Regions from separate parts of the Triticum aestivum genome. Here region 2 is linked to region 1. A link is a contact called in public Hi-C data. All regions are on one chromosome and are shown on one strand. Each heading gives the region's core, a stretch centred on a gene start, on an enhancer-like site or on the middle of the called end of the contact. The rest is flanking DNA. Distances are from core to core; before and after follow the strand shown.

Region 1 (7,498 bases), core at 2,423-4,922:
CCTAGAATAAGTCGCACAAATCCATCATTTTGTATGGCTTGCAAACTTGCATATGAGTAGTGGAAAGATTATACAAAAACATGAATATTCTCTGCCCCTCTTTTTTTAAATGGTCTGCCCTTCTATTTAGGAAGGAAAGGAACAAGACAAGGTTAATGTCATTGATGATTCAAAAAAGATAAACTTTCATAGACGTGTAGCCGGAACGAAGTTAAAATGGGAGACATTTTATGATTATTCTTGACTGCAGTTAAAAAAACATAAGCACATGACAATGATACACAACTACAATACATACAGCAAGACAGCAACAACCAATTTTAAAAATGCCAAATTCAACAAAAACCGATTAACAATGCCAAATTCAATGCGTAGGCCAAACCCTCAACAAATTCCTACTATGGTTCTGCCAATGTACTTTCTAATATTCCTTATGAACAGATATCTAAACAAGAAATGCAAATTAACGTGTACATTGGTTTAGAAGAATAGATACATGTACAACCAAGAATCTGGAGACAACAATTAAGCTGCTCACCTGCTCAAAACATGCATTTCGGACACGGGCAAAATCACGAGCTTCTTCCCTCGATTCCGAATACATGTTTGCTGTTGGGCCACGTACAAACATAAATCCATCAGCATATAATTGCATCTATCTAGAAGGAACACATGAAAATACACCAATACGCTTCAAATTATGCACACCCAACTATAATTTGCTTCCTGAGATCTATCCATGATCCACATCATTCTGGTTCAACCCATACATTCTAAAGCACAATGTACGAATCCTTACTTGCCTATTCTAAGATAACAACAATACAATGTGAAGAAATAACTTATAGTATTCAGATGAGTATTACCGACTGCATCGCCAGTATCAAGCCATGGAGTTGCAGCTGCACGTGCACTACTAACACTTTGATACTTGTTCCCGGAAGATGTTTTAGAACCAAAACTGTACTGCTTGGGTACAGAAACGGTAGAAACACCATTGCCGTAATCAGGACCCTTTTTGAACTTGTTGTGGCCAGAATTCTGCGATGCAAGTTTCCGAACAGCTGAAACAAAATCACCAGTACCACTAGATATGGTGGAAGAATTGCGCCCACTGAAGAAGCCAAGGATATCCATATCTCCCTTAGAGAAACCGTTTTGATCTTCTGCTGTTGGCAGGGCAGGAAAGTCGCCCGTACTAAAGTTTGGTGAGCTGGGGGTCAAATTCATTGCCTGATTGGAAGTAGGATCCACTTGCATCTGAAAAATCAAAAGAAAAAATAACCCTTGGAGATACTACTGAATGTTGCAATTGTAACATAACTGCTCGAAGCAATGTATATTACCAAATAAAGAGGAAAGAGATTTTAATATTGTCTTTCAAAGGATATGTTTAATACTGGTGCCTTGAGCAGAAAGAAAATTCATTAAAGTTTCAGCAATATACATCAAGAAGAGTCAGCTATATTAAGCAATGCTCTGATTGGACGTATAGAGGAGTTAGTGTGAAAATTACAGATAGAAAGAGATTACCTCTAGCTGGGTGAGAATTTCAATAGTATGATTGAAGTCACATCCATTTGCATAGTACAGCTCCCCAAGACTCTCTGCTGAAAATCCAGGAAACTGAGACGCTAAATACTCTAGGGGATCAAAAAGGCCATCTGATGCTGCAACGTACTCACTAGCAAAACTGTCAGTAAAGCCTGTGGTAGGATCATACTGAAGGTCCTGATTTTCATTAGCAAAGTGGAGGTCACCCACGTAATTTTGCTCCCAATTGCTTGAACCAACAGTTGAAAAGGTTGACTGTGAATTATCCTCGTAAAATAAATTGGTATGCCCAAGTTCCAGGTTGCTAGCTGAAGAAGACAACTCTTGGTGTTCTCTTGACAAGCGGCTAGCTTTTGTCCCATAGAAAGGAGGTGCATTCAAGGATAATCCAGCAAGGGACAGTTCTTCAGGTTCTTGTTCGATTTTCTCGAAAGAAGTGAAGTCTGGAATAATATCATCTGGGAGCTGCTTACGCCAGAACTGGTGTGCCTCATCGTCTGAGTTATTAGACTTGGACGACTCAGACCTATCTAGAATTTTTTTTCCAGGTGACCCCCTAAGTTCAGACTTACTTGCATCTGAAGCTGTGCTATTACCATAGGATGGTCTAATAACACATGAAGGGACAAACTCTGCTGCATTGGGATTTAATGCAGTGATTTTATTTGGCAACATTGACCTTGCATCACCATTATTTGGAACAACTTTATTCAGTGAAGTCATCTTTTAACAGAAATTACATGTACAGGAAAACTCTTCCAATAAGATTTACCCAAACCCTGAAAAGGTGGTAAACATCAAGGTTAGTATTAGTATGGTTCAGCACATTTACAAGAATTACATTTCCTATGAATAACTGAAATAGAAAAGCCATGTATCCTGTAATGGCAAGAAGCTATTTGCTAATCTGCAAAACTGTTTAGTTACTCCCATAATTTTCTGTGAGGTAGCTATAAATAATAAATTTATGCCAGATTACTGAGAATCGATTTTATTTTCGAGGGAAAAACAATTTCATGCTTATCAAAAACAGCACACGCAAATAAAAACTAATCCAATAAGGTCTGGCTCCAATTATTTGAGTCATATTTAGAGCAAACGAAATGTGAACTCTAATCTAGGTAAGCCATTTATTAATTTACATGACATATATGGATGAACTAATTGACAAGTTGTTAGAATTGCCAAACTAGTCGGTCCTTTAAATCGTACTGTTAGGCTTCAAAAAGTTTCTTTTTTGTTACTATCATGCAGACATGGCAACAGTATTATCAGCATTACTTGTAATAGAAGTTTCCAAATTTACAAGGCCTACTTGTAATAGAAGTTTCCAAATTTACACAAGGCCTAAAAGACGGTAGGTATCTTTCCAAAAAAGGGCGTTAGAATAGGGCGTCACCCATTTGCACACAAAATGGCGTGGCCTTTCTTGGCTCAGATATAACTGCCTGAGCTACTACTACAACCGCCAGCGTCACAAAAGCTGCATCTCCCCCATGCAGTTTCTATACGCCAAATTCACCGGCTAGGACGTTGAAATATCTAACGCTTCAGTCGTACGCATTGGCCCTTTTACGGCAATAACTTCGCCTCGCCGCTAAATCAGTAAATTCGCAAAAATAATACTAGTAAATTCGCATGAGCGGCAAACGTAACAGTAAAACAACAGAAAAGGAAAATAAGCTTAGGGCTACGCCACCCCGAATCGGAATCATACACAGCTCTAGCTCTAGCAGAGGCTTGAGGAGAGAGCAAGCCGACGCCGCGCCGAGATCCGGACGGGATCTACACGAGGCGAGCGTCCGCGGCAGATCTGGAGAGCTCCCGCCAACGCGAGCCGATGCCCTTCCGCCGGTCGATGAGCTGGTAGTAATATATGGCTGGCGACCGGCCCATATGGGGCGCGAAGGATAAAAAGCCTCGGCCGCCCCTCCCCGACGCGGGGCAGGGTACGGGTCGTCACCGCCCACGAGACGGAGACGGAGCCGGAGCCGGCGCGGAGACGGAGGGGATTCGGAGGTGGTGGCCGAGGCGGGGTCGGAGACGGGGTGGGTCGCCGGGATTTGTGGCGTGGTGGAGGGTGGCCGTGGGGAGGGGAGGGGAGGGGAGGAGGAGGGACGGACGGACGGGAGGGGGGAGGCGGAGGAGGAGGATAGGCGAGGGATGGTGGAGTTTGACCCGACGCGGCGGGTGGTGGGGCCGGGATGGAGCTGTGGCGTGGAGGGGAAGGATGGGTGGGTGGTGGCTTGGCCTTGGGATCGGTGGCGGGATGAGGGCAGGGCCGCGTGCGCCTGCCTGCTACCTGTCTCCGCTCCCGCGGTGCGACGCGAATATGCGGCTCGGTGATTCGACCGAGGGGGAAATATCGGCGGGGCTCCCGCCGGTGGTTCCGTGGTCTGCCTCCGCCCGTCTGCTTCACAACGTTTCGTGGTTCCTGTTTGCCATCGTCCATGAGGGCATCTTCAGCCGTTCGGCCTCCAGGGCGCCTAAATAGAGCGGCTTGGGGGCGTGCCGGCGCTAGTTCGGTCTCTGGGACGACCTAGCTCTCAGTCACGCCCCCACGCGCCGGCCCCAGAATGCGGAAATTCAAACTTGGTCGTTCCCGCTCTTAAAAGACGCCGATCGAACGGACGTAGTCTGGCGTTACAAAAAACAGAGAGCCGCCGTGCGCAACGATTCACTCGGCGGGGTCGGCGTGCGCGGCCTCGTCGTTGCCGGAGCTGCTTCGGTGCAGGGCTGCGTCGGCGCGGCTTCGGCACTGCTGGGCGGCGATGTAGAGACGTCGTTCGGGCTTGGCGTCCGTGTGGGCGTGGGCGTTGCCGTCGGCAGCTCGTTCAGGATGAGGCCGCGCTGCACCAGGTACCACGCCTTGAGCTTCTCGTCGTTGCTCTGGAGCATGTCCGCCCCGCTCATCAGAAAAGCCATGTCGGTGTTCCTCTTCTTCGCGGCGACGTTCGTCCGGAGCAGGTCGAGCTTGATGGCATTGCTCTTCATTAGCGACGACCACCGCGCCTCGGTCTTCTCTTCGCGTAGGACGGCCCGGGCCTGGGCATCGGCGAGGCAATGCTCGATGGACTCCTGCACTCGCGCGGTTGCCGCGTCGGCGCTTTTCCCCTTCTTTGCCAATTTGTGGCCGTCCGGCCGTCCCTCTGACGTGCCCGGAGTCGTCGCGTTTGGCTTGTATGTCTCCTTGGCCTTGTCGAGGGCACGTCGGACTTCCGCCCACTTCTCGCACTTGTCAATGCGCTTGTAGACGTGGAGGTGCTTGAAGTCGGCGTCTTGGTTGTCGCCCCGATACATGGCGAACATACGCAGCAGCTGCGCGGAGGGACAAACAGTTGGTGGGCGGCGGGCGTAGGGGACGAAGATATGCGTGCGAACGGCGTGCGTACCTGATCCTCAACGCTGGCGCCGCTCTCCGGGCGAGCCGCGACCTCCTCGACGATTCCATGCCATTTGTTGCACGCCAACTGGATACACCCCCAATGGTCCGCCATCGCCTTGGAGCCGTGCTGCATGTAGACGCCATTGAAGTAGGGGTCGACGAGCTTCCGCTCGTCGAACTCGGCCTTGATGCGGTCCCAGTACGTGTCCAAGCTCTGGTTCACGCCGGTGGTCGGGTCGAGGCAGACGACTTTCCATGCTTCGGCGAGGCATTCCTCCTCCTTGGACGTCCACTTGATGCGCGGTTCGCCTGACCTAGCCGCCCGCTTCTTCTTCTTCCGGCGCCCCTTCGTCGGAACAGGAGCCGACTCCTCCTCCTCCTCCTCGTCCTCCTCGGGTTCCTGCGCGTCGTCGCCGTAGACGTAGCCGAGCTCGGCCTCCATGTCACCGTTGAGGTCCACTACCTCGTCCTGGGTGGCGAACCCGGGAGACTCGGCGGCCGCAGTCGATCCTGTCGCGATGATGTCGTCCATGTCGGCTCCCGTGTCGTCGGTGTCGCCGAGGTGTGAGAAGGGGAGCGGTCCGCGGTAGAGATGGGGCGTCGGTGTGGACGCATAGGCGGCGGGCGGCGAGTAGTTGTATGGAGGGTACTGCACGCCGACGAAGGCGGGCGAAGGCGTGCGCGTAGCGGGGTGACCATGAGGGAAGGTCACGTTTGGGTTGAACCCACCGTGCGCGTCGCCGTCGGCGTAGCTGGGCGACGATGAACCCCATGGAGATCCGGCGCCTTGCTGTCCCCAGGGCGCGTACTGGGCGTGGCTGACGACAGGTGGATTCACCCCCGCCTGGTCGACCGATGAGGAAGACGCCGCCGCGCGCGCCGCGTTGTCGCGGGCCTTCTTGGCTATGGCCCTGTTCCGCCTGTCGGCGGTGACTGCTTCGCGCCGCTGAACTTCCACCCTCCACTCGGTGTTCGACAGGCCCGGTGGCTTCGATGACGGCGCCCTCGGCTTCCTCTGCTTCGGCTGGGCCACGGCGCCAGTCGCGGTTGCCGCCGTGCGCGGCATGGCGTACTTCCTCGGCGGCATGGTGTGCTTCTTCGCGGCGAGCGGGAGGGGGTTTGGCGGTAGAAAGGAAGAGAATGGCGGGAGGGAGGCGAGCGAGCGGGAGAGATGCGAGGGAAAAGCGTCAAGAAACGGCTGGAAAAGGCCCTTTGGTCGCTTCCAGGGCGGGCCCACGCGCCTTTTTCGCTTGTGCCGGCTCCCCAAGCGCCCCCCAGGGCGCCGGGTTCGGCCTGGGTCCGCCGGCACCAGTTTTGGCCCGAGCCGGCGAAAAACGGGCTTCTGGGGGCGCGACTGGGGCCTTTTTTTAGCGCCGGCGTGGCAAAATCGCCTGGGGAGGGCCTGTTGGGGGCGCGGCTGGAGATGCCCTGAGCCATGATCCCCGCTCCCCCTTCCATCAAGTTGGGGGGAATGGACCGGCATTACCCGTTGGTCGACTCGTCTGACCTAATTTTTCGGCGTCAATGGACCTTCTGGATTGGCCTCGTCTAGACTCGTCGGAACGAGTGGGTCGTCTTCACTCTCCACCCGGCGTCACCGCCCTCGCATCCGACGCCCCCCACCGCCGCTGCCTCCAAGTCTCTGGCAGTTGCTTTTGAAGTCCTCGATCGATGCCGCCGCCATCCCCGGCCGCCGTCACCGCCTTCTCTCAAGTCCATGTATATCGATGTCTATGATGACTAACGGATGTGCCGGCTCCCCAAATACGAAGCGACGACCCCATAACCTCGCCTTCATCTCGATCCCCAGTTCAGAAGTAAATTCTCTTCCCTTGGTTCTGTTATGGTTTAAGCAGGTTATTCATGGCTAGGGCAAAATCATGTGTTAGCGGTTTTCTTGATTTGGAAGGGTGGGTGTTCTTGATATGGAAGGAACTAGTGCATGCATAGTTTCAAATAGTGGAGATAGCATCCGCTATTGCGTCCGCAATAGCGCTAGCGCAATAGGGTCCGCTATTGATCAAATTAAAGTGTAATTACTTTTTGTGAAGGATCTAGAAATATACACAACAATCTAGTGTTTTTACAAATCCGCTATGTGGACATAGCGCCCGCAATATCACCCGCTATCCGCATTCCGCTACGCGGACCCCAATCCGCTATCAGCCCGCTATCCATTGTGCTTGATTTGGAAGCTAGGTGTATATGTTGCTTCAGTTGTCTATCATATTGTGTAGACCAATTCTAGTTTGTCGTTGTTTCAATGCAAATGAGCAATCAATAAGTGCATTACCTGCTCCTCCTAAAGTATTCTTATTTTAATCAAGGAGGGGGTTTCCCTTAGGGTGTGTTTGGTTCTAGAACCAAGTGAAATGTCATGGAACCGTTCCATTCCAGAGGAATGGAATGATTCCATCTTGGTGTTCGGTTAGAAGAGAATTGAGTAGGATGGAACCGTTCCTGGGTCAGAATGACAAAAATTGATGTGACGCCGGCCTTGAGGAAGAACTCCAAACTGACCACGACTGGCGCCATGACCTAGGTGTCGAGGTCAATTTG
Region 2 (7,498 bases), core at 3,052-5,551, 380 kb after region 1:
AAATGCAATTTTAAATCATGCAACATTTTTCTAGGAGCAAATAAAATCCCGAATAAACTCAAATAAAAATCCAAAAATGATTTTAACATTTTTCCTCCGGTATTTCAATTATTTTGGAGAAGTCATATTATCTCCCCTCATTTATTATTTTAAAATGAAATATTTCCCGGAGAGAAAATAATTAAAATCAAATCCTCGTCTTCACTATTTGATAAAATCTCAAATATGAAAATTAGAAAATCCCCAACTCTCTCCGGAGGTCCTTGAGTTGTTTAGGATTTCGAGGATTGCAAATGAAAAAGCAATAAAATATAATATGCATGTATGACCTATGTATAACATGTCAAATTGAAAATTTGGGATGTTACAGCTACGAAACCAAAACGTCCCTATTACTGGTGTAGTGCTGGTAGGCAACTAGGAGTAGCAAGAAGGGCAGGACGGTGACTGAACTGAATCCGCAACCTCCACCTGATGCTTATCTGGATTTGGACTTATCTTATCTTGTTGCCTGGTCACAGGTTCTGATTCACCAGAGCACTTTCTCGCGCCACGTCACATTCGCACCATCCGATCCTGACAGTGCAGACGTGCAGACTGCAGGTGTCCACCACAAGACGGAGAAACTGAATTCCGCTTCTTGCTGACGAGCCTCAGCTGGAGTCACATTTGCAAACCATCACAGTAAAAATCAGAACGGAAGCAGATTCATCCATAGATAGCATAACATTATGGCTGGAACAACCAGCATCTCCCCAGTCTCTATGCCCTAATAACATCTACTACAGTAACAAATATGCCGATCCATAGGTACTACATGTTGGGTCAGTACAGACATCACCGATAAACACCCAGATGTGGGCGGCACAGAAAACTCAAGTACTAAACATAAACACCTGAACATAGTGACCATCATCGCATCAGCTAGACAGGGCGGCTGCTGGAAGGGTTCACAGGCGAAATGCCCATGCCGAACGTCTGCGACTTGCACGCGAGCCTCACGGTCGTGTGGATCTGCGAGGGCTCAGCCATCGCGCCGTTTCCGTAGTCGCCGCAGGCCAGCCTCTTCGTTGTGGGCGGGACCAGGGAAATGCCGAGTTGGTTGATCGTCTCGATGTGGCGCGCCGTGAACGGGTTGTTCCACATGAAGGTGTTCATGGCTGGCGCGGCGAAGATCGGCTTCTTGTAGTCCCATGCTCGGACAATGCACGTCAGGAGGTTGTCGCATAACCCGCTGGCGATCTGTGAAGCTAATGAAATGTCAGTCTGTGCTGGGACAAGAGCAGCTTGCTGTTCTCTTAACTGATTCAGGGGTGCAACATCGAATCTAACGGTTCATGGAAGAAGAGACAACCGACCTTGGCCAGGGTGTTTGCTGATAAGGGGGCGATCACCATGATGTCTGCCCACTTTCGCAGCTCTATGTGTAGAACCTCGTCTCCTATCTTTGTCCAGGTAGACCACTCATCATCATCGGTGTAAAGAATGACGTCGCTAGGCAGAGATGATCTATCAACAAAGTGCAATGATGACTTGGTGGCCACAGCTCGGACTTCTGCCCACTCGGAGAAGATACGGCAGAGGCTCTCGAATTTTATAGCAGCTACGCTCCCTGAAACAGCAAGGAGGACCCGAGGCCTGCTGGGTTCCAGCTCCCAGCTTTCCTGTACCGGTTCTGATGTAGTCATCTGCTTTACTTGGATCGCCCTGCGTTTGAGTTACAGGTATTCAGAGGATTTATGCTGGTACAGGAAAACATGATCCACAGTGCACACTCTGGAATCAAAATAAAGAAATTCAAGAAGAAAAACATTTGAAAGAAGCAAACAATATGTTATGTTGTCCCCAAATTCAAGTGTCCCTGAAATTTATCTAGTACCACTCAGAGAACGATACGTCTGCATCTGTTATCATCAACATAGAAACTAAATGTTGTCAGTCTGACTGAGGTGCAGTTTTGTTGCATTGCATGACAGCATGAGGGAACACATTGACATCCTTAAAAACATAACTAACTGCTCCAATTTATCATTTACATCTTCTAATATGGTCAAATGTACATTTGAGAGAAGTAGACATTGGAATGGCAAAGCAATACGAGATAATCAAACTAATAATCTGAAACCTGGTGTTACATGCATTCACAAGTTCCAGTATGATAATTATCTAATTTCCCAGATTTTATGTTGCGAAATAAATGAAAGCTACCATGTTTTAGCTACTCCAGTAGCTCATGTCCAATACGGAAGCTGCATCTAGCGTTTACTGGGTTACTTTTCACACACGGGAACACCATGCGGATGGGACTAATTGTTTCTTCTGTACTGCAATGACATTGACATTTGGGCTCCAATGCTAGTCGCCATACTCAGCAATTTGGCTTGTCTACAATTTGCACAATTTGGGTGAGTTTGGTTGACTCTTGATGGTTGCTGGAAACGCTGGGATTCTCATACTCTCATTGAGTCATTCATGGATGCATGGCATGAAACCATCAAAGATGTTTTTAGTATGATTCAAGTGTCTAAAATTGATAAGGAATTCTTGACTCACAAGGAACTAAGCAACGCTGACCAAGACTATCAAAGTTGTGGTGGTGCACAGCCACGATCATCGTGGCATGTTACCACAGAAGTCATCCCACCATCTTGTGAGCCTTTGCATGGTCACACCTAGGATCTGAAAAAATGGTTGATATTTCCTGGCACCTAGGATAGTATCCGGATAGTTCATCTTGGATAATACTGCCTCCGTTCACTATTATAAGATGCCCTATTTTTTTTCTGAAATCAGACATATATAGACGCGTTTTAGTGTGTTTGTTCACTCATTTCAATCCGTATGTAGTTCATATTGAAGTATCCAAAACGTCTTATAATAGTGAACGGAGGGAGTAATAGTTAATAAATATTCGGGAGGTGATTTCCACCTGATCTAGGGAAGGATATATCTAAGTAAACATTTGGATATTCAAACTATGACTTACTTTTCCTTTAGAAAACAGCAAAACAATCTAATGAATTCAAGTAAAACCAGGTATCCAAACTTGCGTATTTTGTACTAAAGTAAAATATCGTTTAACTGCTTGATCCAAATTTACTTGCTCAATTAAAATATTTTAAACCATAAAAATGGTCTAATAAATCATAAAGAATTCTAATAATTCCAAAAATTACAGAAAGTCAAACACTAATTTTTCAACGCTACTTCAGAAGTGCAGGACTATGCTTATGTCTGAACTATGTCAAACTTACTATGCGCAGTGTAAAAGTTTGGCCTCTAAAGATTAACTTAACATATTAGAAGTCTCCCTAGATTGCAATTGGAATCAAATATAATACATGTATCTCAGCAAAAGTACATACTATGGCTGGCACAGTCATGTGCAGATCGACTCCGAACCGAACCCGTCAAAGAAAGAACTAGGCCACTAGGGTATTGGATCTACCAGCTTCGGTTCCCTCCCTGCCCTGGAGAACCCTTTGGGAGTCGACCTACTTATGTTGCACACCGGTGGCAATTGCTGCCTTTCACACGAAATCGTCACCCTCAAACGTGTCTTGCATTTCTCAAAACCATGAAGCATATCAACACATAACTTAACATTTTGTATGAAAACTGCATCAGAAAAGCCACTAGTGTTTAATCAGGAACGAAAAGCTACTACTCTGGGCATAACTACCCTATGATTCTTTGCAAGCATGGAGCATAGATGAAACTGAAACAGATCCAGACTGCTGCCCTCACACGTAACTTGCATTTTGAAATCACATGAACAGAATCAACATATAGCCTAACATTTTGTATGAAAGCCACTGGTCCTTTATTTATTTAGGGACGAAACGCCACCAGCCTTGGCAGTAACTACCCTATGAATGATTCTGTATAAGCATGGAAGCTACAGGAAACAAATCCAAGAGGAGTCTAGCCCTTCTGGCAGCAACTTAATGGGCCAATTTCTCACGAAGTACCACGACCGCAGCAGCATCAGAGATTCAGGGTCCGGGATCTACTCACCTGAGAGGCGATTTGGTAGGGGCGCTGGCAGATAAGCGGTTGAAGACGGCGGCGGAGGCGGGAGGGGCCGGAGAGCGTCTTCGGGCAGCGGTAGGCGGAGGCGGCGGCGGCGGCAGCGACCGAGGCTGCCCGGAGCGGCGCGCCGCGGGCGGAGGGAATTGGGAGCGACTGGAGGCGCTGGCCGCTGTGGAGCGTCGGGACTTCGACTGGTCACTTTCTCGCTTGGTCAGACTCGGACTGGACTGGTCGTCGCTGGTCCGGTGTTGGGCCTTCCAGGCCGAAATCCTTCTCCCCTGCAGATTGGTGCTTCGGCCCTCTTTTATCAGGTCTGGGTCGATCATATGTGTGCCAGTCTACTCTATGCCAAAAAAAAAAAACTCAGAATGTTTGTATGGAGGCTTGCGAGACGATCAATGCCGACGACCTCTCTGTTGAAGCACCGAAACATGGCCACCGAGGATAACTGCTCCTTGTGCGGGGCGATTGATACATGGAGGCACGCTTTGTTCACTTGTCCAATGTCGAGTAGTGTCTGGGCCTTAGCGCCGGAGGAGCTGGTTCATCATCTAGTGGAGAGGCAAGATGAGAATCCCAAGGACTGGCTGTTTGCGCCGAGCGAGATTTTGGACAGAGACAAGTTTGCACATATGATCGTCATTATGTGGTCTATTTGGAGTGCTCGAAGGAAAGCGATTTATGAAGATATCTTCCAATCCCCACAATCCATATATGGTTTCATTATGAGCTATCTCCGTGATATCAGCGTAATCACTAAAAGGGAAGTTCGACAGAGAGCTACTACTGTTAACAGGCCGACACAATGGCAGCCTCCGTCTGCAAGTTGTGTCAAGATCAATGTTTTGATGCCGCCACCTCCAGGCATGCGCGATATGGAGCTGTGGGGGCGATTTGCAGGAGCTCAGAAGGAGTGTTTCTGGGGGCGTCCGTGCTGGCAGTGAAGCACATAGCTGATCCACAGATTCTTGAAGCCATTGCTATAAGGGAGGGTTTGGCGCTAGCTGATGACCTCTATCAGAGGCGAGTTCATGTTGCTTCGGACTGCAAAAATGTGGTGGAGGATCTAAAGAAGGAGAATGCATCATCTTATGGATCCATAGTGCATGAAATAATAGATCACTCGTTAGCTTTTGATTTATGTAATTTTTCCCATGAATTTAGGAGCTCAAATTTTGAAGCTCACAACCTAGCGAAGCACGCTCTGTCGCTCGGGATTGGCCGCCATGTGTGGTTGGGCCATCCTGGAGACCTTACTTTCGTCCCTGTAAACATTGGGACGACTTAATAAAAAGCTTCGTGAGGTTGTCTCAAAAAAAAAGTCTACTCTATGCCATGCTTCAAGTTAGAGCTGAAAATCTATGAAGTACTTTAGGTTTTGATTCATCTTTTGCTGTTGGTTCCACCAGTAGAAGTGGTGGTTTAGCTTTGTACTGGAATAATGAAATAAAGGTTGAGGTGTTGGGCTACTCGCAGTATCATATTGACGTGAAGATCTCTGAGATGGAGGAGACCCGTGGAGGCTCTCATGTTTTTACGGAGAGGCACGAACTCATCTTCGTCACAGAACGTGGGACACAATGAAAAACCTGGCTGCCCTCCAAAACATGCCATGGATGTGCATTGGGGACTTCAACGAGGTTCTCCGCTATGACAAACACGAGGGAATTGGACAGAGCGGTCCAACTCAGATTCAAGGTTTTCGTGATGCGGTAGATGTGTGTGGCCTGATTGATCTTGGCTACCAGGGTCGTAAGTGGACTTTCGAAAAGAGGGTCATCGGTGGATCATATACCAGAGTCAGGCTAGACAGGGCCTTGGGCACGCCCGAGTGGTGTGCACGTTTTCCACTAGAAGTGGTCGATCACTTAACAGCTGCAACATCTTACCACTCTCCTATAAATCTCACATTGGCTCCACAGGACAAAAGGAAGCAGGGAGACAAACCGTTTCGGTATGAATGCATGTGGGACACGCATCTCGAGTTGATTCCCACGGCCAGCATGCATGGGAGGCGAACGGCCTAATCTAACGGCGACAGAAGTTCGAGCAAATTTGCAATCCCTGTCCAATAACTTGGGGGAGTGGAGCAAGTCAAACTTTTGGGAGTGTCAAGTCAGAAATAAGGAGGCTGAAGAGAGATTTAGAGCGGCTCAGGAGCGATCCAGCGAGGACTGCACCTAGTCATGTTGAGATCAAAACAAATGATCGTTTGATTGAGCTATATCTTTGGGAAGAAATAATGTGGCGCCAACGTTGGCGGGTGGCCTGGCTGTCGGAGGGGGATAGAAACACACATTTTTTCCACCTCCGAGCTTCAAATAGATGGCACAAGAACCTGATAAAATCTTTGTAGAAGCAAGATGGGCAGCTTACGGAGGAGTTATCGGAGATGCATCAAATGGTGCTGGACTTTTATAAAGCCTTATACACTTCGGAAGGGGTGGACGGGCTGGATGATGTGCTTCAATATGTCCCCTCGAGGGTAACAGACGCGATGAATGAGACTCTTTTGGCGCCGTACAAGGAGGAAGAAGTCAAGATTGCACTTTTCCAAATGTTTCCGACTAAGGCCCCGGGGCCGGACGGGTTTCCGGCGCACTTCTTTCAGAGGCACTGGGATATCTGTGGTGCGGCGGTGACACGAGCTGTCCTGAGCATGGTCCAAGGAGAAGAAAGCCCCGAGTGCGTGAATGACACTGTTTTGGTATTAATCCCCAAGGTATCAAAACCAACTCTTCTATCTCAATTCTGACCTATCAGTTTATGCAATGTCTTTTACAAGATAGCTTCAAAGGTTCTAGCTAATCAGCTGAAGTTAATACTTCCTGATGTTATTTCTGAAGAGCAGTCAGCCTTTGTGCCTGGCCGGCTTATTTCTGATAACATAATCTCAGCATATGAGTGTTTGCACTTTATGAAAAGGAATAAGTCATAGAACAATAACTATTGTGCTCCCAAGCTCGACATGATGAAGGCGTATGATCGAGTGGAGTGGAACTACTTGGAAGCTATAATGAGGAAACTGGGCTTTGCAGCATCATGGGTCTCCACTGTCATGACCATGGTCAGAACAGTTTCTTTTTCAGTAATGTTTAACGGATGCAAATCAGAAGAGTTTTTGCCATCCAGAGGTATTCGTCAGGGAGAACCTATCTCTCCATACCTTTTCTTGTTGGCAGCAGAGGGCCTTTCGTGCCTGTTAAAATCTCAGAATGGATCATCCCAGCTCAGCGGCATCAAGGTGGCTCCATCGGCTCCGTCGGTGAACCATCTTCTATTCGCGGATGATAGCCTGCTGTTTTTCAAGGCGAGTGTTGATGGAGCAGAAGAAGTGTCACACCTTTTGGATACTTATTGTTTGGCCTCAGGCCAGAGGATCAACAAGGAAAAATCATCGATTTTCTTCAGGAAAGGATTCCCATAGATCGTTAGAGATGCAGTGAAGGGAAGCCTCCAGGTTCCT

The links. A called contact is a pair of places that touch in the nucleus more often than the background predicts.
Region 2: a Hi-C map of leaf shows a contact between it and region 1, with 8 times the contacts expected there. The contact joins the promoter of LOC123159436 here to the promoter of LOC123163172 in region 1. A contact is called at or near these places in 3 of 5 Hi-C or Micro-C datasets (leaf and an unstated tissue) and 1 of 1 datasets of contacts at active chromatin or transcription factors (leaf).

What each region holds. Positions count from the first base shown.
Region 1 is chr7B:75,241,581-75,249,078 of IWGSC CS RefSeq v2.1, forward strand. LOC123163172 (polyadenylate-binding protein-interacting protein 7) reads right to left here and starts at 3,673. Exons shown (of 6, transcript XM_044580925.1): 1 at 3,272-3,673; 2 at 1,534-2,333; 3 at 867-1,260; 4 at 539-609. The coding sequence starts at 2,277.
Region 2 is chr7B:75,624,015-75,631,512 of IWGSC CS RefSeq v2.1, forward strand. LOC123159436 (phosphopantothenoylcysteine decarboxylase) reads right to left here and starts at 4,302. Exons shown (of 3, transcript XM_044577272.1): 1 at 4,018-4,302; 2 at 1,359-1,707; 3 at 686-1,242. The coding sequence starts at 1,688. The coding sequence ends at 925.